7 separate regions of the Mus musculus genome follow, and all the other regions are linked to region 6. The links are chromatin contacts, called in public ChIA-PET, Hi-C, HiChIP or PLAC-seq and promoter capture Hi-C maps. All regions are on one chromosome and are shown on one strand. The core of a region is the stretch at or near the end of the contact, and the rest is flanking DNA. Distances in the headings are between cores, read along the strand shown.

Region 1 (3,673 bases), core at 1,030-3,529, 390 kb before region 6:
AAATAATTTTATGGCAGGTGGGGGGGTCAGCACGACATGAGGAGCTGTATTAAAGGGTCGTAGCATTAGGAACTGCTGCTTTAGAGGATATGATAACCAACATCTTTTCCTGCATTGGGGAGGTTTACCCAACACTAGAAAGTACCAGACCACAGAACTAAGCTCTGGCCTAGTACCTTCCATTTCATCCCATGCAAAACATCCTGATAGCAGGCTCATCCCACAGAGAGGAAAATGATGTCTGTGGACGGAGGGAAACCTGTAGCGTAAAGGCTGGAGGGACAGCCAGGGGGGAGGTCAGAGCCTGGGTCTTGGCCTGTCACTCCGCTAGCTCTCTGTCCGGGTTGTCTGTGGCCAAAGGACATGCAGGCAGAGGGTGACAGCATACCAATGTGTCGCTATAGAACTAGACAGGGCAAACCTTATCTCAGCCTTGCTGGGTAGGATGCTCTCTAGGGAATGGTAGAGACCATGTGACTGAGACTCCAAAGGCCTCAGCGCCTGCTTCTGACAATGCAACACCACACACGACTCTGTCACACATTGGGTTCTCTTTATAATGTTGTTTATAGGGGAAAAAAAAAAAAGCTTGGAATAGCTGATGTGAAAAAGGCAAATTGAATGAAACCTTTTCTATGCTGACCATATGGATAAAACATCTCTTTCTGATGTGGAAGAACATGTTTCTTAAAGGAGACTCACTAAATGCTCCTCTGAAAAGAATTGCTGCGACAGTTGCTGGGCCAGAGTGTGAGCACTCTGGATGCCAGTGGGGGGGGTGGGGGGGTGGGGTGTAAGGCTTCAGGTTCCAGTACATGACCCATCTGCTCTATGTCAAAGTGAGCATCTTGCTCTTGTTCTGTCCCAGCCCCTACTGCCACTTACAGAGAAAAGGACCTCACTGCTGACCACAAGCAGGTCTTCCTCCATAACTCTGAGAACAGCCATGAGCTGGTACCTGACTGGCCTTACCCTGATGTGGAGCCCCAGGGCAAAGCCAGAACCTGTCTCCAGCATATTGGCTATCCTTCCTTCCTCCATCCACTGTGAAAAGCAAGCCTTCCTCCCCAAAACCTGACAGAATTCTCTTCTGAGTCCAAGGCCTTGTAATTCACACATCCAACCCTGCCTTCCCCTCCCCTTGGAATCATTGACACCTTATAGAAGGGGAAGACAGTAGAAAAGAAGTAAGGCTGAAGATGGCCAGGTTCCCATATACATTGCTGAGAGGATGGACTTGGGTTTCCCCACCTGAAGCATGAGGCAGCCTGAGGGCTAGCACACCTTCCCTCTAAGAAAATACAGATGAACTGGAAACACAGCTAGCTAAGGCCGTGTCTCATGGAGGTGTGTGGCACAGGTGGGAGACATGCAGACCTACAGAAAGATCAGAACATGAGGATAAAGACAGAGAGAGCCGGTGGGGATATAAAGAGCTGAGGCCAACCCTTGGAACCTTCTAGGCAAAGTCAACAGAAGCCATGAAGCTCTTAGGTCCAACTTCCGCTGTGACCTCCCAAAGCTGGCTCCCAGCGTTCCCACATACCCTTTGCCCACATGATGCATACGGTCCTCTTCCCATCCACCTCCCTCCAGCCAAAGCTTCTCTGTTCTTTGCTGTGGAACCCTCTAGAGAAGTGGTTCTCAAACTTCCTACTGTTGTGACCCTTTAATACACTTCCTCATATTGTGGTGACCCCAACCATAAAATTATTTTTATTGCTACTTCGTAACTGAAATTTTGCTCCTGTTGTGAATTGTACCGTAAATATCTGACATGCAGAAGTTCTGATACCTGACACTGTGACAGGGATGTTCGACCCCTGAAGGTTAAGAACCACTGTTCTAGAGCTGGGGGGCTCCTGTGTACTTCCCCCATAGCCACCCAACAAGGTGCTTGTGCACACAGCCAACAGTAGCTCATTTGGCTTTTCTTCCTGAGCCTTCAGTAGACCTCTGCCTGGTTCTCTGTTTCCACAGTGGCTTCTTCTCAAACTACTGCACTATCTTTTCTCCAGGCCCAGCCTACATGGCCTATGGGAGGTGCCCATTGTTCTCCATCTGTCCCCCTCATGTCCCCTGGCTGGACAATTCCACCCTTCTCTTTCCACCCACAGCATCACTACACAGACTCAAGATCAAGCACACCATTCGGGGTCTACTGTGACATCCCCAATAACCCAGGCTCTGACTTCCCAGCTCTTGGAGAACCTAGGACCCATGTAATGCCTGGGCTGTCATTTCTGCCTGCGAGGTTTATGCTCATCTGTCCTATTTGAACTAACCTGTGCCTCACAGTGCTACACGCCTACTTCTCTTCCTAGAAGAGCTGTACTCAGCAATCACTTTCCTGTTTGCTCCATCACTTTCCCTCTCCCACTAAGCTGTAAGTCTGTGCTTGCAGAATTCTGTTTGTCTTGAACATCCTGTTCTATGCGCGATGCTTTAAAACCTGACACAGCAGGTCACCCAGTTAGTATTTAGTGACTGCCTTGTTATATAGGAAATGTAGGAATTTGTCCCCTAACAGGCAGCCACCTTCAAACAAAAGTACTCTTAATGATAATTGAACAGGCACTTAGAGGCTATGTTTGCTAGGAAATGACACTCCTCACTCAGGCACATAGGATCACAGCTTGGTCTCCACCTATTTTGTCTGTCTTCTTTACTTTGGGTCAACTGCTTACCTTGCAGGCTGAAGGCACAAAGCTAACTAACATCACTGTCCAAAACCTGCAGTCACACAGCCTCAAAGGACAGACTACCTCCGGGGGGGGGGGGCGGGGGGGGGGCACAGCTGTCCACAGGGCAAGGGTACACTGGAGGACAGAAGCAATCACCTCTTGAGGACCAGTTTGCACAATCAGCACTAAGGACGTCACACAGGTCTCAGGACCTGACCTGAAACATGCATGAGTGGGGACTGTTGCTTCATGTTAATAAGCACCTCCTGCCTTGTGACCTCACTCCTCTGATTCAACCAAAAGTTCATGTTCACACCACAAACACAGACTTAGGATCACTGGACCACCCAATGTGACCACACTCAATATATCTCTCTGCCTATCACCATCATTTGCATCTTTAATTGACCTATTAGAAGAGGCGACCAAGTCTAGCCTGTTGGGACTGCTACAGCCTTTTTTCTCTACAAATTCCAGTTACAGTAAGATTCACACACTCAGAAAGTCAAGCCACCTTGGGAACAAATGGATATGCCAAGGGCAGGCCGGGAGCACCTCTTCACGAGGCCAGAGATCTTGTGAAATCATGAAATCACCAATGCCATAAAATTTAGCAGAGACAAAATGAGGTGGAGGGGAGAGAGAGAAGGGAGGATGGGGGGGGGGGGGCACAGCACGTTTGTTTTTCCTAACAAGAATTAATTAGGCAGGGGGTAGAGTTAAGATGGTTAAAAGGTCATACTGTTCCTGCAGAGGACTCCAGTTCTGAAGTTTAGTTCTCAGCCCTCAGCTCAGGCTGCTTATAACCAACTGTAGCCTCATCCAAGGAGGACCCAATGCCTCTGACAGGCACTCACACTCATATATAGACCGTATTTTATTTAAATACGTGTATGGAGTAGCGTTGAATTGGGAGAAGTGCTCCTCTGCTGATCATGCTCTCATTCATGCTGTCTGTGGCCAACATAACCACTGTCTCTGGGTACTTC
Region 2 (3,830 bases), core at 18-2,517, 350 kb before region 6:
AGGGTATTTCTCAGATGATACTGGATGCCACTCTAGGTCCCCTGACACAGCAGGGCATGGTAGGACTCAGACCCTTCCAGCATCCACAGCCACATCTACATGAAACTAGCATTTAGACTCACCTTATTTTTATTTGTAACCAAAGAGTCAGGGCTGCTCTCCCTATTTGTCTGAGAATTACAGTGCTGGTGTCTTGGTCTTTTTTCCTATTACTATAATAAGTACTCAAATAAAAACAACTTGAGAAGAAAGGTTTATTCTACTCACAATTCAAGATACAGTTTAGTGTGGTAGGAAAACAGAGGCAGCAGGAGCTGGAAGCAGCTGGTCACGTGACATCTGCAGTCAGGAAGCAAAAAGTGATGAGTGCTTCTGCTGTTCCGCTCTTTCTCCATTCACACCATCCAGGATCCCAGCCAGGGAATGGGGTCGCCCACAGTGGACAGGCCTTCCCATGTCAATTAATGTAATCACTGTAATAGCTCACAAGCATGCTAAGAGGCTTGTCTCCCAATTGATTCTAGATTCTGTCACAGAGTGTCTCATTGGTTCTCCTAGTCAGGCAATGAGTGCCTCAAAAGAAAAAGTCATGTTTAGTGCATAGCCCCTCCCCGGTCCCTGGCAGCACAGCTTTCATCTGGGATGCATGGGTGTTCCATACACACTCGGTGAGTAAGATAAACTAGAATCTTGAGCCTCCTTGATGGAGTAATTGATTTTAAAAAGGTGGGTATATCACTGGACACACATAAACTCAGGAAGACATTTGCACCTTTTTATGTATTTTTGAGACAGCTTCTTATGAAGACCAAGCTAGCCTCGAACTCACCATGTTGCTAAGGATGATCTGGAGATGCTCATCCTCCTGCCTCTGCCTCCCGACTGCTGGGATTACAGGCTCATACCATAATATCTAGATTATGCAGTATTGGGGATCAGTCCCAAGGTTTCATGCAAGCTGGGCACTCAACCTACCAACCAACCTACATCCCCCACCTTCAGCTCACATTCAACACATCATCTAAAGGATGCTCTTGGTTTTAAAGGGATTCCTGTCCCAAGAAGCATTTGTCATAGCCAGAAGAGGCATTCCCACAGAAATGATGCAGTAAGAGTCTACAAACTATAATAATAAATGCAACCCCAGTTCATGAGTCTGCACTGGCTGATGGACCAGGTTCTTGCCAAAATTAAGGTCCCAAGTCTATAGGAGCCAAAACAGTATTAAGCTGAAGTCATAAATTCCAAGACCTAAAGTCACCTCTATTATGAAAGTGGAAGTGATGTTGTAACTTTTAAAGGGTGAGTTATTAGCCAACAAGCAAAGATAGTATCTACGTGACTCACCAAAATGATTCACAAAGAAATGCTAAATTGGCTTTTCAGCCCAAAACAAAGACGGTGCAGACAATGACTTACACAAGAGTAAAGATTCACAATTGATTTTAATTGTTGTTATTGTTAACACCAAAAGCAGGAAGCATTGCCTTCCTTTCTTTAGGCCCTTCCTTCATTCACCACTTCCTTCACAGGGTCACCATGGTACCTGTCAATCAAGACTGCTTGGCACCATGGCAACCAATGAGTGACTTCTTTAATTATGGAGAAGTGGGGGGGGATCCACCTGGATTTTCACAGATAAATAAATAAATTGATAGCCCTGCAGCCCTGGACTATCAGGCTAACCACAGAGATGCTGGTGCCCACAGAGACCATGGGGTGACTGGCTATGGGGGAAGAGGCTGTTGTGCAGGCTAAAGACCTCTGTGGGGACAAAGGCCAGAGCAGATATTGTTCCCTATTTTGCCCTGCAAGTCCAGGGGAAGCATGTCCATTTCTTTGAGAGGGTAGAAAGGAAGCCGTGCTAATTGACTATCCATTATGCTCCTGTCCCACAGATCTATAAAACAATCCTTCGAGGCAGAGGCAGGGATTAACCGGTGCTATACTTTACACAAGAGGAAATTGAGGCTCAAGATGCATGTGAATTGCCCAAGGGGTCAGTTTGACTTAGTCAGTAAATGGCAGGCTTAGCTCTGAGGCTGAGCCTGCCTGCCTGCAAATATTCTGTCCACCTGCCCTGACTTGGCTAAGGCCTTCTGATAATGAATCAGTGTGTACTAAGAAAAGGTCAGCACTCAGGACACACACACACAACACACACACAGGCTGGCTCCTTGAGGAAGCAACTTCACAGTCCCTTAGACTCCCATTAAAAGGCTCCTCCTGAGAGGCCCTTGGGCCTGAGGGTGTGCAGTGCTGTAGTGTAGGGGAACACCAAGGAGGGAAGACAGGAGTGGGGATGGAGCACCCTCAGAGAGGCAGGGGGAAGGAAGATGGGATAGAAAGATTACAAAGGGGAGAGCTGGAAAGGGGAAAACATTTGAAATGTAAATAAAGAAATATCTAATTAAAAAAAAGAAGAAGAAGAAGGAGGAAGAAGAAGGCTCCTCTTCTAGATTCTTTGTTGCTCTGCCAAATAGATTGATTTTTGTGGAGATTATGTCAGCTGAAGGCAATGCCCCTCCTCGACCTCTAAGGGACATGCTAACACCCAACCATGTGAGTTCACTTAGCAAGTTTCCCAGCCTTTGCCTGAATGGGTCAGTCCTGCAGTCAGAGGCTGTTCATCTTCACTTTCAACATGACTGGATGAAGAAACAACTAGACCATCCTGAGGCACATCTGTGACTCTGTCTGTGAGGGCATTTTCAGGGAGGACTGACTGAGGAGGGAAGACCCACTCTAATGTGACTGGCCCCATCTGATGAGCTGAAGTTCCAGGCTGAGCATGGGGAAGGGCCATGGGGAAGAAAGCCAGCTGAGCATAGCGGTCCCTTCCACTGCTTCCTGGTTGGCTGAGATGTGAGCAGGCAGCTTCATGCCCCTACTGCACTGAACCAACAGCCACCATGTCGTTCTCCTCATGATGAATCATAGTACCTCAAGATGTAAGCCATAATACCTCCTCTCTCCCCCTTCCTTATAAGCTGTTCTTTGTAAGGAGTTTGATCACAAAGATGAGAAAAGTGGCAGGTGGGGGGAGGGGGGGGAGGATGGGAAGAGACAGGTGGGGGGAGGAGAGTGAGGCTGAGGCTTGAGGCATCCTTTGGGAGACAGGTTCACATCTGACAAAAGCAACTTCGGGAAGGAATGGCTTCTTGTGGCTCACAGGTTTAGGGTACAGTACACCCTGGTGAGGAAGTCGTAGGGTGACTGCTCACACTACACCCACAGTCAAGAAGCACAAGCACTGGCAGTTGAGGACGTAGGAACAATCGGCTTGCCTTCTTTTTATTCAATCCAGAGCCACAGCCTGAGGAGTGGTGCCGCCCACATTCAGAGCGGCTCTTCCTACTTGGACTCATCTTGAAATTCCCTCACAGATGTGCCCCATAGCCTGTCTCTTCAGTGATTCTGGATTGTGTCAATATCAACCATCGCAGCAGATGAGGGATTTCAGAACCCAGGCAGGGTAAGGGGGAGGAAGTCACCAAGTCAACATACAGATCCACATGACGGTAGTCTTTGCATGACAGCATGCAAACAAAAAGCCCAGTATAAAGAGGACCAGTGGAGATGAGAGGGTTGTGTTCTTAGGAGGGTCAAATTGGAAGAAGGTGTCAAACCCAAAGAAATGCCCCAGGGCAACCATTGCTCCATGGGGTGAGAGAATGAAGGGAACCTGAGGAGAAGGGGGAGTGGTAATGGAGGTGGACCACACTTGGGAGGTTGAGCCAGTGATAATGGGGCTTCTCTCCAGATATGGAAAGAACGGATTAGGACCATGGCTGAAACAAGACTTGACAGAGACAACTATGCTTTTCAAT
Region 3 (3,766 bases), core at 635-3,134, 330 kb after region 6:
GGAAGCAGGAGCTGATGCAGAAGCCATGGAGGGATGTTCTTTACTGGCTTGCTTCCCCTGGCTTGCTCAGCCTGCTTTCTTATAGAACCCAACACTACCAGCCCAGAGATGGTCCCACCCACAAGGGGCCTTTCCCCCTTGATCACTAATTGAGAAAACGCCTTACAGCTGGATCTCATGGAGGCATTTCCTCAACTGAAGCTCCTTTCTCTGTGATAACTCCAGCCTGTGTCAAGTTGACACAAAACCAGCCAGTACAGGGTGTGTGCACCGTTGCCACCTAGCTGTGATTGGAGTTTCTTAATGCCACTTCTAGGCCATTTCCAGATCTGTTTGTGCACAGTATAGTTCCATAATCTGCATGTTCTGAGGTACCTGGGAACAGAAGAGGACTCTTGTGGCTCTGGTACATGCTAAGCAAGTACATGCTTGACCACAAACCCTAGGCCCATGGTAGGTTTCTTGTGGGTACTTACTTGGAAAGTACCTGCAGCATGGGTCATGGGGACTTTTATTTATCTATTTCTGCTGTGTAGCCTGTACTGGCCTGAAATTCCTTTATGATCCTCTGCCCACTTTCAAATTGTTACAATTACAGAAGCAAACCACTAGTCCTATGGGGATTTAATTTAAAAAGCACAGAACCAGGAAGCCTGGGAGATTATGTGGCTGGACTTTCTGGCACAGGGAGGCTTACAGAAGATGAACTCTGGAGCCTGGCTGTGGACTTTCCACCTCAGTCAGGAACAGAGCAGATATAAGATCTGCTCTACCCTGAGCCTTACAGGGTCCCTGCCAACTGAATGTCCTGGCCTCCATTCCACAGGACATTCCACAAACAGGAAGTAGAGGCCAATAGATGCTAGGTCTGCCCATATACACACATAGTTGACACAGTAGATTTTGATTAAGATTCTGATTGCTTACAGAGTGGCCCACGGTCTGTGATGGATCCCTATGAGGCTTGCTCCGCTCAGGTCTGTGCCTAGCTGAGGCCATCTCAGATGAGCTAATGCAAGAGTCAGATAAGCAGGTATAAAACTTTAATATCAGTGACATTAACACGTCCTTTGGGTTCCTGGACAAGGGATGAGGGCTGCAGAGGTCAGGCAGCCTACAGGCTGGCTAGGCTGCTTCTGAGTCCTGCTCCCCACCCCTACCCCAGCCAGCCTACCCAGGTTTTGCTCCCAAGACTTGTTTAGTCACTCTAGGCTGATGTTTTGACAAATATTTGACGCTACTAGTGATCATTCCTTCAGTGTTTTTGTTTTTTAATATATAATATATAATTCCTGGAAAAGTTCATTGGTCTTCCACCTTGCCCATTTCATGCTAAATTTAACCGAGGTTCTTGCAGAGGCCTGCAGTCAACCGTGAAGCTACTCATCAGGAGTGGATCTTCACACTCCCTTCCCGACGGTTCTTCCAGGTACCCACAGGGTCTACTTCCCGTCCTGGCACAAGAGAGCTTCCTGGAGGTGGCAGGAGACCAGGCCTTTGTCCCTTACTTGTTGGGGGGGGGGGGAGGGCGGGCGTGGACCTCTGGAGAAGAGCCTCCGGGGCTGGATGACGTGGCTGGTCACCTGGGGATGCCGCCCATTCCTTCCGTATTCCGGGGGACAGGAGGAGGGGCCAAACCCGCAGAGGGGCTTAGGAAATGACTGAGCTTGTGTGGCGGCAGAGTCCGCCCGCACCCCCTTCTTCCCACCCCGAAGAGGCCACACCCACGCAGGTCCGGCCAGACACGCCTCCATAGAAGTCCTGCCCCTGCCAAATCACAGACCAGGCTCGTTCACGCTATCCAGGCCCCGCCTCCTAGGTCCCGTCCACACCGGACCCCCCCCCCCCCCACACACACACACAGGCCACGCCCCTCCTATTTGCTCGTAGGCCCCGCCCATTCCGCGGACGCGGCTGGCTGGCAACCAGCCCAAGAGAGGCGGGGAGGCTTGGGCAGGGGTGCTCCGCTGGGGTCTGGGTTGTGGGCGCCGGCGCCCTCTGAGTCGCGTCACCCCGGCCCGACAATCGAGGGCTCGGAGCGCAGTGTGCTAGGCGGGTGGCGGGAAGGTCATGGCGGAGCCCGCGGCGCGACACCTGTCGCTGCCCTCGGGGCTGCTGGAGTTGTGCGCGCTGCTGGGCGCCTCTCAAGACAGCCTCCGCGGCCTGGAGCAGGTAAGGGGTTAGAGGGGAAACTGAGTTGGGGTGGGGGAGACAGAGAGGTGCCAGCCAGGTTTGAGTGTGGCTGGCTTCAGAGGCTACGCACCGCTGCGGCGCCAAAGCCTCAGGGTCAGGTCCCAGCTGTGAGGGATGAGCACAGCTCATAGGGCAACTGGCGGCTGGCCTTTCCTCCCTCCGGGACCGGCCGGCTTGGACTTGGTGCTTGTGGTGGTACAGACCGGCTTCTGTGCACTGAAGCGTTCCTCCACACTCAGGATGTGGGGCGAGGTGCTGGCCCAGCGGGGATCTGCTGAGTTCACGGGCAACTAGACAAGATCCTCTCCCAGTAGCGACTAAATGGTTCCCTTCACTGCCTAAGTGATGGGTTCTGTACTCCGTGCCGAATAGTGAGGTTTCAGGTGTTAGAGTCAACCACCAGCTTTGAATATTCCACTTTTAGTCGAGCTTGCTGCATAGCCATTTTCTTCACTTGCTGTGCAGTCCCTCCCTTCTCTCCGTCTGTGCCTAGGAACCAAAGATAGATTCAGCTCCCTGTCTCTGGAAAGACAGCAGCGGCGTCTGAACATCTCATACTCCTGATTTCTGCGCTGTGTTTTCTTTCGTTTTTTTATTCTGGAACCCAGGTTGTTTTCTCCCAATCCATTGGTGCTTCAATTTTTCTTTTGAACCCGGCATAATTGGGAACTGCCATTTTCTCAGCGATTTCCCTAGTATCCCGTTAAGTGTCTGGAGAGATCATCTGAGTGTTGCATATCGATGTGATGAGTAGTGGAGACAAAACAAGAAAAGTTAACCGTCAGTAAAAGTAGCCGAATGAGTGTTAAAGCCTAGATAGTTTGGGCTGGTGAGGTGGCTCCCCGGGTAAGAGCACTGACTGCTCTTTCTAAGGTCCTGAGTTCAAATCCCAGCAACCACATGGTGGCTAACAATCATCCATAATGAGATATGTTGCTCTCTTCCGTGTGTCTAAAGACAGCTACAGTGAACTTACATATGATAATAAATAAATCTAAAAAAATTAAAATAAAAAGCCTAGATAGTTTCTTCCCTAAGTGAATGTGACCAGTAAATGGCCCTTGTCCCTATGAAAATGATTTGTCACTTCTCTGATGTCCCTTATAAATGCCAGTGTGTCCTCCATTGTCTTTGTGCCTCTAACTTACCAAACAGCACTGCCTTTTTTTTTTTTTTTTCTTCTTAGAATCGGAAATGGCCTGGTTTCACTGTGGTCTCTCTGGGCATCTGTCCGTGTCTTTGTGCCCTGGGTCTTGCAGTATGGTTCTTGCCTGTTGGGTGTGAGGCATGATTTTTGAGAACCGGCTTAGTCAACTGGGGGATTCAGAGTGGTACTTTCCCGAATTAGGCAGTCGGTGGCACCTCCCAGGTGAGAGGGGGGAGTTTCAGGCTAGTTTGCCTCATTGTGTGCTCTGCTAGGAATTTCAAAGAGAGGGGAGAAAAAAAAAACAGTCCAGGATTAGGGGGGAAAGGAGAGTTAGAGATGGACTAAAACTTTAGAATAATTTCATTTTATGTCAACATCACTGTTAGAGTTAGTCAGATTTTATTCACTTTATTTTTTGTAGTAATT
Region 4 (3,509 bases), core at 53-2,552, 320 kb before region 6:
AATGCAACATCATTCAGTGGGGCCATATATAGCCACACTAGACACAGCGATCTGAACCGGGCAAGGTTAAGCCTCAGAAGGACAGAGAGAGGAGGAGAGGAAGCACGAAGAAACACAGAAACAGTGCACACATCATGGGATAGGCTGCCATGATGGTCACAGCAACCACACACACAGAGCCTAGAAGGCCTTCCTGACATCTAAGCCTGGCATCCTCGAATCTGAGGTAAAGGCGTTGGGTGATGTGCCTTCTCTGGACTGAGCCACACCCCAATCCTATGCACACCACAAGGATAGCAGCTAGGCCACAACACCACCTATCTGCAGTGAGCTGCAACCTCTCTCGTTAGACACACACTTGTACCACACGGCGCTGTACTGGACCAGCAGGATCCAGAGGAAACACAACAGTGCAAATTTCCAGTTTCCTGTGTTAAGAAAAATCAAATGAACCCTGCAGAGACAGCCATGGCCCACTGCACCTCTCTATACATGCATCTGATCCCCAGTCACATGGCTCCTCTGGGCTCCCCAGGGGACCAGCTGCTCTGCTTCTGTGCTGTCCCAAGAACCCTGACAGAGGCTGGTAGTGAATCTTCACTGCTGTACTCCTTGCCAGAGTCTCAGTTCCTTAAAGATAGTCCCTAACTCACTTGATTTGCATTCCCAGAGCTAAGTCCAGTCCTTAATAGGTAGGCAGTCAATGAATATTTAATGAATGAGTAAGAATCAGAGGCTACATTGTAGTGCACTATCATTACAAAATAATTAAATGGGGAGGGTGTTTAATATAATGGAGTTCTGCAAGAGACAGCAATGGCACCCACAGTGCAGTATGACCATTTCATGCCACTTGGCTGCACACTTAAATGTGGTGATGGGTAAATCTGGTATTATGGGTATTGTAACCACAATGTCTCCAGAATTTTATCCAACTCTTAAAATATTTTTAGTTAACATACAAAATCATGGGTTTCACTATAACATCTTCACACAGAATCATCATGTCTTACTCAGATTTGCCTGAGTGTCTCCTTACAGCACAAAGGAGTGGCCTGTCTCACAGTGGCTGCCTTCCTAGCTTGGGCTGATGGCTCCACTCTCTTCCAGTGCCCACAGTGGAGAGGAAGCAGCCCCAGCTCGTGGGTGTCAGACCCTCTGGGTGTTGCTGCCTCTCTACCACCCTGCAGACTCTAAGCCTCATCGGATGCCATTTTAGCACCAAATCAAGCACCAAATGAGCGGTGGCTTTGCTGGGGGGGAAACGGCAGGAAGGATGTGGGCGGCAGGATGCGGGGACAGCAAATGCTTAAATGAAAGTCAACCCCAAGGGACTTGTCTGAGTCCTGAAAACCAGATGGGTCTGGCTATCTATACAGAATGCACCAAGCTTTGCCGTTAGTCATTATGGCCCCGCCTTCAATAAATCTCCTTTCAAGGATTGGAGAAGGGGGCACTCAGATTATAATTACCAATTCAGACCTCTCAGAATGGAGAAGGTTGGTGCAAAAACCTATTAACTCTGGGTCAAGAAGAAACAGGCAAAAAGAGAGCTGACTTGGAAATTACGGCAGGGTGGGGGTGGGGGTGAGTAAAAAAAGAGGACGTAGGATTAATTTTAGGATTAATTAACAAGTGCAAAGAAATTTTGAGAAACTAAAAATACCTTAACAAAAAGCAGAGCAGCTAACTTAAATTCTTAATGAACACAACAAATGGAGAAGTGAGGGAGGACGCACCCTTTAAATATCCCTCATCAAGGTCTGTGGCAGCACAGTTACCTCACATGCACATCTCAGGGCGCAGGGCTCGTGAGCCAGAGGCTCCAAGCAGCAGCGACGACGGGGACTCAGCCACACACTTCTAAAACTCCCCTCTCCTAACTTTCGAAACCAAACTTCAGTGAGTGGCTTTGCTTCGTGCTTAGCTTCTTCATCCCGGTGACCATTCAACACATAAAGCGTCTTTTGCCTATGAAACTTCTAGTAACCCGGTCAGGTCATAAAATACCACACTGGTAAATTCAGCAAACTCTTTACACGTTCCCCTCCCTAGATTGTGCTGTTTCTACGGACTGTCCTTTGCTTTCTGTAATGTCTTTTTCGTCTTTGGTCTCTCCCAAGCATCTTTGCAAGTCCTCCGATACAGGGGTCAGCAAAATTGCAGCAGTAGCCCCGTTTCCTGTTCCAGAGTCTCCTTTGAGTGGCTGCCTCAGTTTAGGGAAACTTCCCTTATCAAGGATAGCAGTTCTATGTCTACTTCTGGCTCACACTCATTTAGACAGCAGCCACTGCCCTCTAAGACCTGCCTGGGTAGCACGGCAGCTGCAGACAGCTGCAGAATGAGCACATCCACCATGCCCCGCCCTCCAGAGCCACCAGATGAAAACAGAATCTCCCCTGCCTTGGCCTAATGGTCCCTAAGACCTGTCAATCACATTGCCACAACCTTCTTCTGCCCCACTCCAAACCATTCCAAGCACAAAGTTCAAGTTCATGTCTTGTCTCAGCTTTCCCAACAGCAGGTTCCAGTCTCCTCCCTGCAGTCTGCTGTAAGTGCAACCGTAATTCTGGGGCGTGAAGACTACAAAGCCTCCGTCAGTCTGGCCCTGGTGGCAGCCTTCAGGTCACATTGTAAGTGTGAGTACAGTATGAACTGAGTGCTGGAAGTAGTCTCCAGTGCTTCAAGTCTGGGCATGAACGCTTCTACTATTCTCATCTGACGGATGAGGAAAGCAAAGTCTGGGGAGTGGAAAGAATTTCCTGAGTTAACGTGACCTTTGGTAACAGCTTCAGCATCCACAAAAGTGACCTGCCTGGAAACTGCGTTCTCTGCTCCCCTGATGCCCTTGTCGTCCACTGCCGTAGCCTCGTACCGCGTCTCCTGCTTCTCCTGGACCAGTGCTCACCACCACAGCATCTGACCAGACCACTCCCCTTCTGCAGCTTATCTTGTTTTGGTTGCTTCTCTGTGCAACCCCAGTGCCTGCAGCGTAGGCTCGCTCTTCCCTGGAAGTCTTGGTGGACACACCATGGGTCTCCATTGTGAAAGCCACCTTCACTCATGCATGCTGACTGGGGACCAGCGTGGTTAGAACAGAAACCTCAAGTGATGAGTCCCCATCTTGTTGTCTAGTAGACAAGATAGAGCACAGACCAGAATGAACCCCCGAGTGTGCTTCAGGCTAATGGCTCCATTCCTGAGGGGGCCAGCAGATACCCATAGCAAGGACAATGACCCCAGCTTTTAATTAGCACTTACAAGAAAGCTTCCTGCTGCAAACATATCCTTCCTCTCAGTCTGTGAGGTGAAAAATCAGAATGTCAATGTAAGAGTCTTTCCTCCTTGACGTATGAACTCCCTGGGATTATATCCCCAGTCATGGTACAGAGCTAGGAATAGAAAGGAAAAAAAAACAAAAACTGAAGAGAAGGGTTCACAGGAGGGACCTGTTCAAAATGAACCTGGGAGCAGGTGACCCAGGACCCTGGGAACAAGGAAGGAAGGAG
Region 5 (3,616 bases), core at 368-2,867, 380 kb after region 6:
GCTGTGACTTCCTAGGTTTAGGGTACTTGAAGGGCAGTGCCACCATCCCTGTGATGGCTGACACACTCACGCTCTGCAAGAGGAACCCCCACACTGCTCAGCACCTCCTTCTGTGCCCCTGATGGCCTGTTGGTTCACTATCACCGTGATCTCATCTGTCCAGGGTGTCTCCCGTACCCAGGAGCCTTCCTGACTCCACCCTTTCACTCAGCCCAGTGTTTCCTCAGTGCCTCCGTGAGGAGGCTTGTGCTGGCCCTTTCCCTTAAGGAAAATGTATTGATGGTGAGGTGTGCTGTTTGTGAGTGGATGTACGCGTGCCACGGTGAGTGTTCATGCAGGTGTTGGTCCTCACCTTCCGCCTGGCTTCAGGTGGGGCCCTGTCACTTTTGTCACTTACTGCTGTGTACACCAGGCCAGTTGGCCCACAAGCTTCTAGGGAGTCTGCTGTCTCTGCCCTCTGTCGAGCCATAGGAACAGGAGTTGCAGGGGCTCACCCCACCCGGCTCCTGGCTTACCATGGGTCCCCATACTCATACAGCAAGCAAGCATATATATAACCCATTTCTTTCTTTGTTTTTATTTTATTTGTAATTCACTTCATATCCTGATTACAGCCTACTTCCCTCCTCTTGTCCCAGTCCCACCTTTACAAATCCCTCCCCTGTTGTCCCCTCTCCTTCTCTGCAGGGAAGGGGAGCGCTCCCTTGGGTACCACCCACCCTGGGGCATCTAGTCCCAGCAGGTCTAGGCACATCCTCTCCCACTGAGGCCTAACCAGGCAGTCCAGGTAGGGCAAGGGGATCCAGTGGCAGGGAACTGAGACTGAGATAGCCCCATTCCACTTGTTAGGGCAACCATCTGAACATCAAGCTGCACCTTTGCTACAGATGTGTAGGGGGCCTAGGTCCAGCTCCTGCGTGCTCCCTGGTTGGTGGCTCAGGCTCTGTGAGCTGCCATGGTCGCTGGTTAGTTGACTCTGGATCTTCTTGTGGTGTCCTTGACCCCTCCAGCTTGCTCACTTCTATCCCCCACTCTTCCACAAGACACCCCAAGCTCTGCCTGATTTCTGGTGTGGGTCTCTGCATCTGTTCCCATCAGATGTTGGATGAAGCCTCGCAGGAGACAGTTAGGCTACGCTCCTGTCTGCAAGCAGAGCAGAGTATCATTATAGTGTCAGGGGTTAACTCGGTCACATGGGATGGGTCTCAGGTTGGGGTAGTCATTGTTTGGCTGCTCCCTCGATCTCTGCTCCATCTTTATCCCTGCACATCTTGTAGGCAAGACAAACTCTGGGTTGACAGTCCTTCATTTCTTTAGTGGCTACGGTACTGTGTTGTTTGGCAGCATTACATACTCTCTACCCTTCATCTGTAGTGGACACTTAAGTTGGATCTGCCTTCTGTCTAACAAAGGAAGGCTGCTGTGAATGTCTGTGAAGTGTGTGTCATTTCATCTGTCTTGGGTGTGCAGTCAGGTTTTACAAACAGCTGTCCAAGAATTAGAAAATGACACCTTGGCTTAGCTTCACCTTTCCCTTTGTAATCTGTGTCACTGACTGTGTGGCCCTGATGCTTTCTGGTCATAGAACCTGTTCCTGAGCTGGGACAGAAGCCAGGAGGCTCAGGTGTCCCCAGGTTGCCTGGAGACCCATTGAGCCCTCTGGGAGCTCTAACAGTTTTGGGTCTCAACAGAACTGCTCCTGTGCTCAGATGAGAGTAAACTCAAATAAACAGTACACTTCAGCTGTTTATACAACTTTAAATGTACTCCTCCTCGGTGACAGCAGTTCATGGCCTCTGTAAACAGTTTACAGAGTTGCCATAGTAACACCCAGCACACAATCTGTCATCATCACCTTGTTCCCAGGACGCAGGAGGAGCCATCCGAGCTCAGGTCACAGCACGACGAATTCCTGATCCTGGTTTTAGCAAATCCAGAAATACCTTCTAATGCATGGCTTAACAAAGTGAGGACTCACGACATGAGATCCCAAGCTTAATTTGGAAACATGGAGTCCACCTGTGATGGCAGGTCTATAAATATACAAATGAAAGGACCCGAGTCAGTCACCTGAGGCAGCAGGTGGAGAGGCAGTGGCAGAGGGTCCGGCCATCACTTCCTGCATTGTTGGAACCCAGGAGCCATGCTGGAGGCCTAGTGACTGGCAGGTTGCTGTTCTTCTACAAGCAAGGAACAGGACTTGGTTGTTTCTTTTGAAAAATGAGGACAATAGCAATCACATCAGAAGTGAAAGGCCACCAGTGAGTCCCTAAGGCATAGCCTCTACTGCAGTGCAGGGGATCCAGGGGACAGGAGGAAGTGCCTCAGGGTTAGTGGGAAGGCCATTCAATCTGGCAGGTGGTCTCAGAAACCTCCAGGGAAGGCAGTTTTAGCGCTGTCTGGAAATGTGTTTGATTGTGCAGAAAGAGGTGCAAGTGTGGTGTCTTGGTCATGTAACTAGACTAAGTGTCCATTCACAGATGAATGCGACCTCAAGCTGGCAAGCTGGCTAACTAGGTAAAGGCACTCGCTGCCAAGCCTGGTGGCCTGAGCTCAGTTTCTGAGATCCGCGTGGCTGAAGGAGAGAACTGACTTCCACTAGTGCTTCTCTGATTTCCACACACGTCCTGTGGTGTGCACACCAGGGGCCACCTCCAATGCTACTCTCCATAACAGTTTTTCCAAGAGCGCCCTCTTGAGGCCGTGTACGATTTTACAGTAAACTAACAGGCAAGCTTTACTTGCTGTCCCTCTATCCTTGAACCGGGTAACCCAACTCTCGTGCCTGTGTTTCAGCACCCATGGCGGTCCCAAAGACAACCTCGGAGACCCTAAAACACAAGATTAACCCTTCAGCCGGAGAGACCGCTCCCCAAGCCATTGAAGTCCTGCTGTATACTCCAGGTATCTTGGTTGGGATGAACTGTCTAGACTTGGGTTGGAGGTCAGCCTGGCAGCGGCAAGGGGAAACCCCCTTCTAGAAACAGCGAGGGCCGGGCGTGGTGGCGAACGCCTTTAATCCCAGCACTTGGGAGGCAGAGGCAGGCGGATTTCTGAGTTCGAGGCCAGCCTGGTCTACAAAGTGAGTTCCAGGACAGCCAGGGCTACACAGAGAAACCCTGTCTCGAAAAAAATAAATAAATAAATGGCAGACTCTGAATTGGTCAGTCTAAATTCTAAAAAAAAAAAAAAAAAAGAAACAGCGAGGGTGCTTTCTGTCTATAGGACAGGGTCCTGACCCACAAGGGCAAAACTCTTATGGCCACTCTGCCCTCCTGTCCGTGGGGCACCTTATACCTGGGCAATGACTTTGGTGGAGACCGGAATACTCACTCGTCCCCTGCCCTCTATGGTATGGGACATTTCAGGTGCTATGTGTTGCTCTTGTCTTTGGTTGAGGAGGATGCTGTTGGCAAATGGTTGTGTAACCATAGGGCAGAGGGCTAGCCTATCTCTGTATGGGAAGCCGGGAGCCTGCCCACTTCAGTCACCACACCAGCCCCAAGTGGACTGAAGTCTAGATGAGCAAGGTGCTTACAAGTACGCAGAGTGAGTGACTCCCGGACCAGCACACCCAACAGCACAGGCATGACCCGGCCAGCCCCAAGTTCCTAAG
Region 6 (3,497 bases), core at 230-2,729:
ACAGCGGGTCAAGGTCAAAGGGACTGGGAACCACTTCTAGAGGGGAGTGCTCAAACAGGTTGCCCTAATGCTTGCTGGCTCCCGGATGTTAAACCTCTCTGAGCCTCCACTGTCCAGCGTCTTCAAGAAAGACCCACTGTGGCAAGCTGAAGGGATCAATCAACACGCGAAATTGACGAAAGCCTGGCCTCGTCCCCGAGGAAGTCACTAGAAATTGACACATTGGGAAAACGTACAAATTTGGAGCTAAGATTTGCTGGGTTCCTCCACAGCGCTGAGCTGGGGGGTGGGGGTGGGGGGGGGGTTCCCAATCTGGCAGGAGGCTGCCGCTGGCCATTTCGCAGGGACCTCCAGGCCCCAACATCTGTCCCTAGGACCCGGGCACCTCCCAAGCGCAAGGTTAAAAGGGTCTTCAAATCGTTGGGAAGCCTTTTAACGCATTTACAAGTTGGTCAGTGGGCATTCGAGGAGCCCTGTGACATCAGGAGCGGAGGCGCACTAGGCTCCGGAGCAGGCACCATAGGGAACCCGGGAGGATCTGGGAGGCTTCCAGACCCCACAGTGAAGAAGTCTGGGGAGGCCCCAGGGCCGAACCACTAGGTCAGGTGGGCAGCAGGGAGGGCCCGCGGGCGCCAAGTACAGCCTGGCGGACAAAGGGGTGCAGGCTGAGCCCGAGCAAGCGGCGGGGCAGCCGGGAAATGGAGCCACGTGCCTGGCGGGAGAAGGCGAAAAAGCCTCCCCAACACTTGTTTTCTCAACCCCGCGAGTAAACCGCCCTCCGCTCGGCTCCAGGAGCGGGGTGGGGAAATGCGTCCGTGTTTTTAAGTTTTCTGGAACTTTTCCAGAGAAACGGGCACGCTGGTGGGAAAGGGGTGCCACGGCGGCCACCCGCTCCGCTAGGAAATCGCAGGGCGATTAGCACTTGAATGGGGAGGGCGGCTGCCCGGCGTGAAACTGCGTCCAAGCGACCGATCGCGGTCCCGGGGCCCCGTGGTTCGGTTCCCGACCCGTCCAGCTCCCCGCCCCAGGCCCGCCGTGCTGGGCCCCACAGCTATGCGCTCGGGAACGGCGGGAGGAGCGCTGCGGGAGGACGGAGACCCGTTGCAGGCCGAGCCTGGGCCCCCGCACACGTCCCGGTGGCGCTGCTCGGGTGCACTGGGCCTCCCGGCCCCGAGGCCCTGCCCGGCCGCCCCGAGGCTACGCCGCGGCCCCACAGGCCCCGCCGCCCTCGCCTGCCCCGCCCGCCAACCGCCAACCGCCGCGGCACGAGTGCCGGGCGCCGCGCGGACTCACCGGGGCCGGCTCCCGAGTACATGGTGGCGTTGCCGAGGGCCGCGGCCGAGGGCCGGCCGCGCGCTCCACGGGCCCCGACGCCGCGAGCCGCGAGGAGCCGCCGGCCGCTCGATCCGCCCCGGCGCGGCCGCCTCGCAGAACAGGTTTACCCGACGCGGCCGGGGCGGCGGGCGGAGGCGGCGGGAGCGGAGGGGGAGGGGAGCGGGAGGAGGGAGGGGAGGAGGAGGGGCGAGAGGGACGACGAGGGAGGGGACGGCGGGGAGGGAGGGAAGGAGGGGACAGCGGGGAGGGAGGAGGCGGGGAGGAGGGAAGGTGGCAGGGAGAGAGGGGGGCAGGGGAGGAGGCTGGAGGCGGCGCGCGCCGGCGGGATGGGGGGGGGGGGACTCGCTGTGGCGGCCCCCCGCGTGCTTGCCCTGAATGAGGGACCCCAGAAGCGACCCAGGGCACGCGAGCCGAGACCTTCCCTGCGGCCGAGCGAGGCGACGTCTGGTTTCCGGGCGCGGCCAGCCCGGCACTGCGACCAGAGTCGGAGTCCTCCCGCGCCGAGTGGCAGAGCCTCGGCCGCGTCCCGCCACGCACCCGCCCCTGCACCTCGGCCTGGCTCTTTAAGTTATTAACGAAACGGCGACGGGAAGCTAGCTCCCCACCCAGAGCTTGAACTTGGACGCGGCCAGACCCGTGCGCGTGACCACACCGCCACCTCCCGGCGCGACTCCACAACCTAGATAATCCTAGCAAAGCACCAAGGAAGCCCAGCAAGTTCAGGATTAAATTTTATCAGCTGTCAGGGAGCAGATCTGGTCGGGGCTTCCCGCTTTCTGGCCTCCGAGCCCCCAAGTTCTGCTCTGAGGCCTGCTAGACCAGCATGCTCTGTGCACGTATGTCCCTTCTTCACTTGTTGCTGGCGTGTGCTCCTAGTCCTGTCCAGCTGCCTCTGGAACCTTTCTATAGAAGAGGCGGGTGTGTCAGCTCCTGCCTCGCCCTGCAGGCTTTGCAATGTCTTCAAAGCCCATACTGAGAACCCAGGCCAAAGACAAACAGGGTCCTACTGCAGGGACCCCAGGATCGGGGTAGGCTCCATATTCTGTGTAGTGCTCAAAGATAGTCCCAGGAACAAGAAAAGCAGCTCTCCTTCCAATAAAGGAGGAGGAGGAGGAAACTAGACACAGCATTGCAGGGCTGCCATTCCAGCTAGCCAGAAGTCGAGGGAGGCGGATGGCAACCGTAAATCTAGTCTAGGATACATAGAAGAAAGACTTGCCCCCACCCCTCTCCCAAGTGATTGACACAAATGGGTAATCAATCATACCTAGCCCTTGCGGTACCAATACTTTGGTACTTTAGGGATGGAGACAGGATTTGCTGAACTCAGGAGTCATCTTGGCTCAGAACCAGTCAGGGTAACACAGAACTAATGGGGATGCGGTGAGGTGGGGGGGGGGGGGAGGTGGTGTTCGGCGGGAGGCGGTGTTAGACTTCACTCAGCAGTGGAGCACTGACGTTGGGTCTGCTCCCAGCACTGACATCCTACCCCCAAAGTCATGAAGTCGTTTTGGGGAACATGAAGTAGGTAAATTGCCAGGCATCAAGAAGCCCTGGGTTCAACGCCACCAAAAATATATATATATCTCTGCGCATGATTACACACGTGTTTCTGAGCACAGGGAAGCCTGGGTACTGTGGGCCTTGCTGCTCATCACAGGGATCACAGCGAAGATGGACACCGTGCGCGCTCCCTCTAGAGTGGAGTGAGAAAGACAGTAGAGTGTGTCTGCAGATGGGATCCAGTCAGTGTTGCTAAGTGCAGCGGTGTGCTTGGCCCTGAGCCAACAGGCCAACATCAGCCTGGCGGTGTGACTCCCATTATTGTGAGGGTTCCCATGCATCCAGCTCTGCTTCCAGAAGGCTGAGGCAGTATAGGAGTCCCTGCCTCTAAGGGAGGGAGGGAGGGAGAAGATCCCAAACAAGCAAAATTAAAGTAGCTCAGAGATGCCTAAAAACAGCTAAGTAGTAGCTACGGTGTCCGTCTAGCAGGAAGGGCCGTGTGGAGCAGCCCCTTGGATACCTGCGATTGCAGCATACCGTTCCAGGAGCCATGTTTCCCTCCGAGGCCCACAGAGCCTGCTTGACAGCGTAACACTAGGACCTGGGAGAAAAGCTGCAGGCTCTGCGGTAGGATGGAGGCTGGGAAACTTTTGTTTCCA
Region 7 (3,727 bases), core at 1,094-3,593, 440 kb after region 6:
ATGAACTTATTAAAGGGAGAGGCTTAAGATACTTGGGGGGATAAAAGAGAACAGTGGGGTCTTGAGTCTGACTTCAGCTTAGTTTCTTTCCTTCCTTCCTTTTTTTTGGTTTTCCAGACAGGGTTTCTCTGTGTAGCCCTGGCTGTACTGGAACTCACTCTGTAGACCACGCTGACCTGAAACTCAGAGATCCACCTGCCTCTGCCCCCCTAGTGCTGGGGTTAAAGACGTGCGCCCATACCACCCCGCTCATCTGCTTGAGCTATTAATAAAGGGATAAGTTTCTGATTTGGAAGTACAAAACTTTAGATACCAGTTTCTGATGGAAGCCAAGTTTAAGAAACCTCACTTCTGCCCACTGTGTACAGACCTTCCCTAAGTCCTGCTGCTGTTCACAGCCCTGCCACTCAGTTCCTGCTCACTCCAGATTCCTTCCAGGTGGGCAGCAGTGGGGCAGGCCTTGCTGCCAGAGCAGCAGTCAGCCATTGAAGACAAGTCTGCAGGAGGGCAAACCAGGAGGTGTGAGAGTGAGACTGCACTCTGGGGCCTTTGTCAGCTATCCTAGGAGACACTTAGGGCTTTGGCTGCTCAGTTTTCTGCCACTGAGGACAGAGTTGCAGGGATGGCTGGCAGCACACCAGAGAACTGGTGTGACGTCTTCCACAGGAAGTCTAGGGCAGATCATACAACTTGAGCATGTCCTGTGTGGATGCTACAGGTCAGAGCTAGGATGCTTTCACACAGACCTTACCAATACAAACCCACTTTAACATGGATCCAAAGGATGATTTGTCAACTGCCTTTCAAGGGCACATTCAGCACCATGCTGACCTCTGACCACAACATTCTTACAAACAAACTGCAGGAAAGCCAGAACGAAGAACACCAAGGCCTGCCCCATGGCAGGGGGCCCAGGCAGAACACGAGAGAGGCAGGCCAGAGCTGTAGGGGCAAGGACAGCCCTGGCCTTCTCCTTGAGGCACACTATGGACGGAAAGTTAGCCACAGCTGGCAAGGCTGCCTGGTGTCTATAAAAGCGTTCCTCCCAGGAGATGGCTGGAAACAGACACTCTAAGATACTTTCATTCTTTTCCTTATTTGCCGTTCTGAAAAATAAGTTGTTCTTCCCTACTCCGAAATGGAATAGGGTCAAAATCTTCCACAGTCAACAGCAACCCAAAGAAAAGAGCACCAGATCCAAGATATTTCCAGTTTGGCAAGTGGCCCAAGGTAAGTAACTCTATGCTGTTTACTTGGTTCGAATAGAATTCGCCTGGGGATAAAAACCTAATCCCTTAACCAGTCAGCCTGTGTCCCTTAGTCCTGCAGACAGAGGCTGAGGCACTTTTCATCTCCTCTTCATCTCAATGTTCCTCTGTCTCCGTGGTGCCCACCACCTAGAAACGTCCACTCCAGGCCCACTGTGGTGTGTAGAGCCTGCATGCTCCCACACAACTAAGTGATCTATCAATGTGTGCAGAGGGATAGCTAGCAGAGGCCTGTGCAGAAGGGCCTCTGAAGCTCACAACAAAGCTCAGGGTCCACCTGTTCCAAAAGGATAGCCATCTCAGGACTGGGCCCCCCTGGGCCTCCCTCACCTTTCAAAGATGCTCCAATAACTCCTCCCTCCTTTGCTATATAGGGCTATCACTATGGACTCTTCACACTACCAGTAAAGTGAGTCATGCATGGCAACAAGAAAGGCCTCTCCAAGGAGCCATACACAGATTAGGTGCCCCAATGCAGAGATGAGCATTGGCCCTCCTCCAAAGCCAGAGCCTATCCCCCATGCGCAGAGATCTGCAGGGTACTTCTAGGTATACAGTCTGCAGAGTAGTCTTTGGTAACGCCTGTGTGAGCTGCATCCCACTGAGGCATAAGCCACTGCCTCCATTACACACTGCTTCTCCAGGACACACACCTACCTGTTATATAAGCAGTGCTCAGGCGCACAGGCCAACAGAAGACACAAGGAAACTGCAGCACATACAGCACGGGACTCACTCCTAAGGCAGGGAACACAGCTAAACAGGCTGTGGTCAAGGAACAATCTCTGCAGCTGCCCCAAGTGTCTGCTCTTCTCAGCCAGGACATTTAAAGCATTAAATTTTCAGTCTTCTCACCAAAAACCCTCTAAAGGCCAAATGACAAGCTTCAGCAAGGGTTCGCAGTGCACCTCCACATTCCCAGGGCCAGGGAGCGGGCTCCCATCCCATGGTTTCTATTCCAGACATGGCCTCCAGGAGTTGGGACAGATCATCAGCAAGGGCAGAGGTAAAGGACAGAGATCCAGTGGATCTTCTGTAGCTGAATACACAGTTGGCTAAGGTGTCCACTACACACTGGGGGAGTCTAAATCAATTTCTAACTAAAGATCAAGTTGTGGACAGTACCTAGAGTCACAAAGGCATAAGGGGAGATTCCTAATTCCAACAAGAGGCAGCCCACTATGACACCACTGTGCCAGATGCCCACATCTCTGCTACCACCTCCAGCCTCTAGGAGGACAGGTCAGAACTCAGCTTCTCTTCTTCCCAATTTCTGCTGGAACTGATGACAAGGGAACAATAAATGACTCGGTTTGGTGAGTGTTCTGAAAAGCCATGACCCTCAGCATCAGAGGACCTCTAATGGGGCTCCAACCTTGTCCTTAGACACTTGGTCCGAGAGGTAGCCTCAAGTGCAGGCATTTAAAGCAGATCAAGGTAGGAAGTGGTCATTGTACAAGCCCACAAACACATGCAGACCCTTAAAAGATTCAGGGGCGGGAAGGGCATGACAGCACACACCCATATTTCCAGCACTTGGAGAATCCCACGGGTTCTAGAACAATGTGACTTACAGTGAGTTCCAGGACCACATAGGTTAGGAAGAGATCCTGTCTAAAAACCCAACATAGGCCTGGAGAGATGGCTCAGCAGTTAGGAACACTTGCAGAGGACCCAGGTTTGTTCTTAGCACCCACATCAGGCGATACACAACCGCTTGTAAATCCATTTAAGGGGATCCTGGCCTCCATAGATGCAGAACTCTGTTTAACTAGATTGCCCAGTAGTGGTGGCACAGGCCTTTTAATCCCATCACTCAGAAGGCAGAGGCAGGCAGATCTGAGGTCCAGGACAGCCAGGGCTACCTACACACAGAAACCTTTTCTCAAAAAAATCCAAATTAGAAAATAAATTAAACTAGGGGCTGGAGAGCTGGCTCAGTGGTTAAGAGCACTTGTTGTTCTTGCAGAGGACCCGGGTCGGACTCCCAGTATCTGTGTTAGAGGCTCACTGTCTCCTTGAGCACCAGACATACATGTGGTGCACAGGGGTACACACAGGAAAATACTCATACACATAAAAAATAATATTCCTTTGGTCTTAGCTGCCCTAGGAATACAGGTGTGTGCTATCATACCCAACTTATTCAAACTATTTTCAATCTAGAAAATAAAAGTACTAGCCAATTAACCCTTATTTTTCAAAAGCCACAGAAACACCCAGGACCTGTATTGGCTCCTGGTCCCTGCAAAAAGGCCAGAGCCCATGGGGAAGAGAAGGGTTGGAGTCACCCACTGTGGCCTTCCCCAACACGAACCTCAACCATTCTCTGCAAACCTACTACACCTCAGGTGGAAGCCACCAAATGAATTATCAGTGCAGTGTCAACTGGAAACATCCCAGTGTCTCCATGGTTTGCCCTGCTCAAGTTGGATTCCATCCCTGACTATTGAGAAACT

Evidence for each region. Promoter capture Hi-C pulls out the DNA fragments that hold promoters and counts their contacts. Hi-C and Micro-C count contacts between places; a contact is called where the count stands out from the background. ChIA-PET counts read pairs in DNA pulled down with a chosen protein or histone mark. HiChIP or PLAC-seq counts read pairs in DNA pulled down with a chosen protein or histone mark.
Region 1: a contact with region 6 is called in a Hi-C map of cortical neurons, with 4 times the contacts expected there. The contact joins the enhancer-like site here to the promoter of Ago2 in region 6. A contact is called at or near these places in 6 of 39 promoter capture datasets (3T3-L1-derived adipocytes, the C10 cell line, hippocampal neurons and 2 more), 1 of 15 datasets of contacts at CTCF or cohesin (CD8 T cells), 33 of 484 Hi-C or Micro-C datasets (the C2C12 cell line, CD4 T cells, the G1E-ER4 cell line and 24 more) and 9 of 115 datasets of contacts at active chromatin or transcription factors (astrocytes, bone marrow-derived macrophages, embryonic forebrain and 5 more).
Region 2: a Hi-C map of neutrophils shows a contact between it and region 6, with 4 times the contacts expected there. The contact joins the enhancer-like site here to the promoter of Ago2 in region 6. A contact is called at or near these places in 5 of 39 promoter capture datasets (the 3T3-L1 cell line, embryonic stem cells, hematopoietic stem and progenitor cells and 2 more), 2 of 484 Hi-C or Micro-C datasets (bone marrow-derived macrophages and neutrophils) and 3 of 115 datasets of contacts at active chromatin or transcription factors (embryonic forebrain, embryonic stem cells and stem cell-derived neural progenitor cells).
Region 3: a contact with region 6 is called in an H3K4me3 HiChIP or PLAC-seq map of intestinal villus epithelium, with 6 read pairs. The contact joins the promoter of Dennd3 here to the promoter of Ago2 in region 6. A contact is called at or near these places in 1 of 15 datasets of contacts at CTCF or cohesin (the NIH/3T3 cell line), 4 of 484 Hi-C or Micro-C datasets (CD4 T cells, LSK cells and embryonic stem cells) and 8 of 115 datasets of contacts at active chromatin or transcription factors (the SCID.adh cell line, bone marrow-derived dendritic cells, embryonic stem cells and 4 more).
Region 4: a contact with region 6 is called in a Hi-C map of centroblasts, with 2.4 times the contacts expected there. The contact joins the enhancer-like site here to the promoter of Ago2 in region 6. A contact is called at or near these places in 7 of 39 promoter capture datasets (the 3T3-L1 cell line, the C10 cell line, embryonic stem cells and 4 more), 8 of 484 Hi-C or Micro-C datasets (B cells, the N1E-115 cell line, centroblasts and 2 more) and 8 of 115 datasets of contacts at active chromatin or transcription factors (the 230-238 cell line, DN3 thymocytes, the SCID.adh cell line and 5 more).
Region 5: a contact with region 6 is called in a promoter capture Hi-C map of trophoblast stem cells, with 4 times the contacts expected there. The contact joins the enhancer-like site here to the promoter of Ago2 in region 6. A contact is called at or near these places in 11 of 39 promoter capture datasets (the 3T3-L1 cell line, the C10 cell line, embryonic stem cells and 5 more), 7 of 484 Hi-C or Micro-C datasets (the HL-1 cell line, the N1E-115 cell line, embryonic stem cells and 1 more) and 9 of 115 datasets of contacts at active chromatin or transcription factors (the NIH/3T3 cell line, T-cell acute lymphoblastic leukemia, embryonic forebrain and 5 more).
Region 7: an RNA polymerase II ChIA-PET map of memory CD8 T cells shows a contact between it and region 6, with 17 read pairs. The contact joins the promoter of Slc45a4 here to the promoter of Ago2 in region 6. A contact is called at or near these places in 1 of 484 Hi-C or Micro-C datasets (uterus) and 1 of 115 datasets of contacts at active chromatin or transcription factors (memory CD8 T cells).

The regions. Positions count from the first base shown.
Region 1 is chr15:72,795,847-72,799,519 of GRCm38.p6, forward strand. All of the region lies in intron 16 of Trappc9 (trafficking protein particle complex 9), which reads right to left. Among named protein-coding and RNA genes, the nearest start is that of Peg13, 13 kb to the right of the region's middle. Within about 2 kb of position 2,280, at least 8 of the 459 cell types and tissues checked have an H3K27ac peak or open chromatin away from gene starts, as enhancers often do. A contact at or near this core is called in rod photoreceptor, where this site is marked.
Region 2 is chr15:72,835,779-72,839,608 of GRCm38.p6, forward strand. All of the region lies in intron 16 of Trappc9 (trafficking protein particle complex 9), which reads right to left. It overlaps Gm41343 (a long non-coding RNA gene), which reads left to right. Exons shown (of 3, transcript XR_001781663.2): 1 at 1-3,830. Among named protein-coding and RNA genes, the nearest start is that of Gm41343, 5.9 kb to the left of the region's middle. Within about 2 kb of position 1,268, at least 53 of the 459 cell types and tissues checked have an H3K27ac peak or open chromatin away from gene starts, as enhancers often do. A contact at or near this core is called in bone marrow-derived macrophages, hematopoietic stem and progenitor cells and neutrophils, where this site is marked.
Region 3 is chr15:73,510,676-73,514,441 of GRCm38.p6, forward strand. Dennd3 (DENN/MADD domain containing 3) reads left to right here and starts at 1,885. Exons shown (of 23, transcript NM_001081066.1): 1 at 1,885-2,172. The coding sequence starts at 2,071.
Region 4 is chr15:72,864,384-72,867,892 of GRCm38.p6, forward strand. The region is part of intron 16 of Trappc9 (trafficking protein particle complex 9); the gene reads right to left. Among named protein-coding and RNA genes, the nearest start is that of Gm41343, 34 kb to the left of the region's middle. Within about 2 kb of position 1,303, at least 86 of the 459 cell types and tissues checked have an H3K27ac peak or open chromatin away from gene starts, as enhancers often do. A contact at or near this core is called in the 230-238 cell line, B cells, the N1E-115 cell line and 7 more, where this site is marked.
Region 5 is chr15:73,559,529-73,563,144 of GRCm38.p6, forward strand. It overlaps Dennd3 (DENN/MADD domain containing 3), which reads left to right. Exons shown (of 23, transcript NM_001081066.1): 17 at 2,797-2,904. Among named protein-coding and RNA genes, the nearest start is that of Dennd3, 49 kb to the left of the region's middle. Within about 2 kb of position 1,618, at least 27 of the 459 cell types and tissues checked have an H3K27ac peak or open chromatin away from gene starts, as enhancers often do. A contact at or near this core is called in trophoblast stem cells, where this site is marked.
Region 6 is chr15:73,183,468-73,186,964 of GRCm38.p6, forward strand. It overlaps Ago2 (argonaute RISC catalytic subunit 2), which reads right to left and starts at 1,480. Exons shown (of 19, transcript NM_153178.4): 1 at 1,294-1,480. The coding sequence starts at 1,315.
Region 7 is chr15:73,622,401-73,626,127 of GRCm38.p6, forward strand. Slc45a4 (solute carrier family 45, member 4) reads right to left here and starts at 2,344. Exons shown (of 8, transcript NM_001033219.4): 1 at 1,926-2,344.